Regions from separate parts of the Gossypium hirsutum genome. Here region 1 is linked to region 2. A link is a contact called in public Hi-C data. All regions are on one chromosome and are shown on one strand. The core of a region is the stretch at or near the end of the contact, and the rest is flanking DNA. Distances in the headings are between cores, read along the strand shown.

Region 1 (2,700 bases), core at 194-2,693, 540 kb after region 2:
TAACAAGCCACCGCCGCATGACTTGTTGGCAAATACGAACTGTGAATTTCTCAAGCTTAACAAACTCATATTCCCAATTTTCATCCGCATTTCTTCCAATGTCTCCCTTCACATATTTTTCTCTTAATTCAATAAAGAACTTCAAAGCTCCATGCCCATCTTCCATTCTACGATAAGCATATAAGGCAGTAGCATAGGACACTGGCGACGGACTGAAGCCCTTCTCTTGAATTTCCTCAAGAACATTTAGGGCCTTTGTAGCTTCTCCTTGCTCCACATAAATTGCCATCAAAACATTATAAGTAACAATATTGGGAATGATCCCCTCCTCAGCCATATCATCCAAGATTTTCTCCATTTCACCAAATTGTTTGGAGTGTTTCACTGCACCCAATAAGCTGTTGTATATGAAAAGGTTTGGGCCAATGCCTCCACCACTTTCTTTCTTCTTTCTCTTGAGCCACTCAACAAGGGACATTGCAGCATCCATGTATTTGTCCCTTCCAAAACCACTAATCATGCTTGAATGTACTTGGAGAGGCAGTTCACCCATATCTTTGAGAACCTTTCCTATGTCATCTGCAGTTTTAGCAAACTGTAAACTGCGTGCCAGAGCCCGAACATCAATCCTTGCACTCTCCAACTCAGCTTCTCCCTCACTACTAATATCCACTTCCTCACTTCTATCCCCATTGCCATTATCATCATCCTTTGAGTATGATCCTTCTCTCTCAAGTTCATTCCCAGTTTCTTGTTGCTCCAATGCCCAAGCTGATGCAACCAACCCACTAGAAGAACCTCCCTTTGGCTCACAGAAGAGGACAACTTTCAATTGGGAGTAGCAACAGAGGAATTCAAATCTCAAACAACAATTCAAGTTCCTGCAACAAGTCTCACTCCTACTAAATCTTGCATAGCTTGAAAGCAATAAGAAACTATGACCTCTACCGTCAATAAGACTCCATTTTTTCCTGCTTCTAGGTTTAATAGATGCAAAACAGGAAGAATCATGCTCAAAATCCAAATGGGGTACTACCAAAGAGCCACCATGTGATGGCCAGATACTTAAAGCTTGCATTTTTACAAAAAAAGTTTACAAAATTAAGAAATACCCAGAGTTAAAGAAGCAAGGAAATATCTTACTACAATCTCATGATAGATTCATCGGTGCTCCTTAGTCTTTGCAAGTGCTTAGTGACTTCAGTCCTGAACTGACAGGAGTTTCTACAAATTGACATACAATTAAGAATATAAAAATGAAAAACGATGAAAGAACAAGGCTAAGGCATCTGAAAGATGATAGCTTGGGCGGATATAAGTTGGTTGTGTTCTTCTGCTGTGGTCTATTCACAGCCATTCAATTGCAAGGAGAGCTGGAGAGGTGAGGGAGCCAAAAATCAGACAAAAATTCGTCATTGTGTGGCAAGAAAAAGAAAACATGTTTGGGTTTTCTTTGTCATAAATGGGCTAATGTCCAATAAGCACAAGCTTATTCGTATTCTTTTTTTTTCATATTTTAAATAAAAACATAAAATTTTAAAAAAATTAATTTTTTTAAATATAAAAATATTTTAAAATATAAAAAAATTCTAAATTTCAATGTTAGCTAAATTGGGCTGGACCAATTGGTTGGATTGAAAATCGGCTAGGGTATCAATCCGATGAGAGATCAAAAATCAGTTGACTCGCAAATCAGTACGGACTAGTTGTACCAAGCTAAGACTCAGTTGAATCAATTTCGAACTAGTCTAACCAATTGGTTCCCAAAATGACTATCCTAACCAGTTCAAAGTAAATAATTTATTAAAAAATAAAAATACTAAAAATTATAAACATTTATTCAAACTCACAGTTTAATTGATCTTTTAGCTTGATTCATTTATTTCGCATCGGTTCTCTTGCCAACCAATTTTTTACCTCTCACCGAACCATTACCCCAGTTGATTCTTAATTCAATAAACATTGAATTTTGAATTTTTTTATAGTTTTCTATTTTTTAATTTTAATGAATTTTAATTTTTCTTATAGACATTATTATTTAAAAAATTATATTTGTTTAAAAATGTTATGTTTTTCGTTTAAAATAATAAAAAATTATTTTTTTTAAATTTATATACTTTAAAAGGTATTAACCAAATTGATAAAAAAAATTGTAAATGTTAAGGGCTAAAACATTTAAAAATTTTAAAAATTGATTCATTTGCGAACTGGGCTAAAAAAATAAATTGAACTGGAAATTGAATCGATTTTAATATTTTTTATTTTTAATTATTTATTTGCTTTGAGCCGCTGAGATTAGTCATTTTGGGAACAAATTGGTTAGACCGATTCGAAATTAATTTAATTATCGGTTCAATTGATTTTTCATGTTAGTTCAATTAGCCCAAACTGGTTCGTGCGTTAATCGATTTTTTTACCTGTCACCGAATAGATACACTAATCAGTTCCTAGTGTGGCTGGCCGGTCCGATTAGGTTTGTGTTAGATAACATTGAATTTTGGAATTTTTGTTTATATTTTTAAAATATTTTTTGTTTTTTGTTTTTTGAATTTTAAATAGTTTTTAATGTTTTTCATAAATTTTTATTTTAAAAAATCATCATTTTTTAAAAAATTTTATGTTTTCATTTAAAATATGAAAAAAATAATTTTAAAATTTTCATGTATTTTTAAAGGGTAAGGACCAAATTGACAAAAATTA
Region 2 (2,700 bases), core at 131-2,630:
CTTCTTAAATTTTAATACCATTGGAAAAAAATGGAAGAATTCTCTCTGAGCTCTGGCAACAATTCTTCTCATCTGGTTATAGATGATGGTGATAGGTCTAGGGTGGATACGGATCGCACTACAAAGAAAGTTCGTTTCAAAGAAGGAAATGGTGAGGAAGATACTGTTATGATGGTTGAATCTGGATCGAGTCCAAAGATATCCTAGAAGGACAAACTTCTGGGGATCAATCCTGGAGCGATTGATAAAGAAGAGTTGGGTTCTCCTAGTGCCGATGATGATGTAGATCTTGAGTTTATGAAAGGAGACATCCACAGATCTATCGTCAATGGAATTCCTGCCATTGATTTATCGGAAATGATTCAAAAATCTTGTTCAAAGCAATGGAACTCACGGTTGTCTTAAAATTACTTGGAAGAAACATTGGGTAGAGGGCCCTTAATAACTGAATTAGTAGCTTTTAGAATCCTATCAAGCCTTTCCATCTCATGGGCATTGAGAATGGATATTATCTGGTTAAAATTCAATCTTTTGATGATTATACTAAAGTATTGTCATAGGGACCTTGGTTGATTTATGGTCAGCCCTGGACAAAAGATTTTAGTCCCTCAAAACCTTACCCAAGCACAGTGTTGGCATGGATAAGGTTACTAGGTCTTTCAGGTTTTTTATACAAGAAGAAGATTATTGAAGAAATTGGAGGTATTATTGGGAAAGTAGTACGGTTGGATCTCAATACAGATAGTAGGATTAGATGCCGGTTCACCGGGATGACTATTTACATTAACTTGGACAAGCTTTTGATTGCTCAAGTCCTTGTGAATGGTAGAAACCAGAGAGTCGAATATGAAGCGTTGCCGACCATTTGCATCTCCTGTGGAAAGTACGACCATACCAATAAATTATGTACTTCGATGCAATCAGTTTTTGGCTCGGAGAAGGATCAGGTGAATGTTACTCCGACGGAGATGGGGAAAAGAGAAGAAATGGTGGCTTACGGGTCCTTTGGTGTTGGTCGAAAGGAAAAATCGATGAAAATTTCGGAATAATATTCTAATCAGAACGGATATGACGGAAAACGGTAAATGGGGTTCCTGTTTTGGTGCTTTAGATAATACGGAAGGTTTGGTGGATTCAGAAAAAGAGCAAAATAAGGGAGTTGAGGGAACGTTGGCCTATTTTCAGGGGAGAGTGAAGGCTAGACATTTTGTTGAAAAACAGAGACATAATCCTCAGGGTAGCCCTAATTTGAATAAGAGTATGCGGCTGGGGGGAGATAATTTGGCTGTTGGGTTTTTAAATTTAACTATGACTGACCCAGTAGTTAATGGGTCAGTGGGCTAGTCTTTTGACGCGGGGGTTTCGGATATTGGATCTGAAGATCCATCTTTTGGCAAGCGGACAATTGACCCTACCAGCACTAATTTGTTCCAGGCCATTAGTGTGGTGAGCCCAAACTGCACAGATGCAAGCCTTATTCCAACCGATCTAGGGAGTTCTTCTAGGCCCACATTTGTTTCTATTCTTAAGATAACGGATGACAATGATTTAAATAAAATTCATTTTTCTAATTTTAATTCAACACCTGTTAATATTTCGCGTCTTAATTCTATTTTGGTTGACTAGGGGGTGAATATAAATGTGAATTATGCTTTGACATCCAAACCTGCTTCTTCGGTGTCAGAACCGATGGTGTCATTTTGGAAAGGCCCTCTTTGCAAAACTCAGGTGCTAGCAAGACTCGGAATACGGGGAAAATAATGAGAGGTAAAGAAAGGGGTGTTTGGGCCACTAGGAAAATTAATAAAATCCCTCACGGGAAAGGGAATACTATTAAAATTAAAAATTTATCTAAATTTCTTTTGAGTGATTCTATGTCCAGGTTGGATTAGTTTGTTTCCACCCTTCATAATGCTGACCCAGGTACAGGTGATTCTAGTGATGGTAAAAGAATTTGATTTTGACTTGTAATGTTCTAGTTTGTTAGATTTTTTGAGGTTTTCTTATTTTTTTCTATTTTCTTGTCTATTTTTTATGAATTCTAATCTTTCAATATTTTCTTAGAATTGCCAATGTGTGAGTAGTAAGTTTCTCCGTGCCTTTCGTGAGTATAATTTAGAGCATAAACCGGATATTGTGTGTCTTTTGGAGTCGAGAGTTAGTGGTAAAAAAGCTAATTCTATCATTCAAAATTTGGGTTTTGATTTTTCTCATCGCATTGAGTCTGTTGGTTTTTCAGATGGCATATGGGTTGGTTAGAATAACTATATTTCCATTAATATTATTCATAATCATCCCTAGTTCATGCTTTTATGTATTCAGGGTAATATTTTTTATAATTATTTTTTTATCTTTGTTGTGTATGGTAATCCTGACAGAGTTAAGAGGAAAACCCTCTGGTCTGATTTATTGGATGTTTTGCCTGAAGACCCTTTGCCATGGTTGATTTTGGGTGATTTTAATGCCATTCTCTCTGATGAGGACAAAAAAAGTGATCGCTCCAGTGGAAAGAGATTTAAATTTTTTGGTAATTTTGTTGACTCATGTAATTTGCAGGATCTTGGATTTATAGGTCCATAATTTGCAGGATCTTGGATTTATAGGTCCATACTTTACCTGGTAAAGAGGTAATACACAAGAGTGATTAGATCGAGCCCTAGCTAATGATGCGTGGATTTTTGCTTTTCCATAGACTCTTAT

Evidence for each region. Hi-C and Micro-C count contacts between places; a contact is called where the count stands out from the background.
Region 1: a contact with region 2 is called in a Hi-C map of leaf, with 2.9 times the contacts expected there. The contact joins the promoter of LOC107957096 here to the enhancer-like site in region 2. A contact is called at or near these places in 3 of 34 Hi-C or Micro-C datasets (all in leaf).

Annotation. Positions count from the first base shown.
Region 1 is chrA05:85,770,228-85,772,927 of Gossypium_hirsutum_v2.1, forward strand. LOC107957096 (protein LOW PHOTOSYNTHETIC EFFICIENCY 1, chloroplastic) reads right to left here and starts at 1,444. Exons shown (of 1, transcript XM_016892521.2): 1 at 1-1,444. The coding sequence starts at 1,078.
Region 2 is chrA05:85,233,486-85,236,185 of Gossypium_hirsutum_v2.1, forward strand. No RefSeq gene overlaps it. Among protein-coding and RNA genes, the nearest start is that of LOC107957023, 12 kb to the left of the region's middle. Within about 2 kb of position 1,381, at least 9 of the 9 cell types and tissues checked have an H3K27ac peak or open chromatin away from gene starts, as enhancers often do. A contact at or near this core is called in leaf, where this site is marked.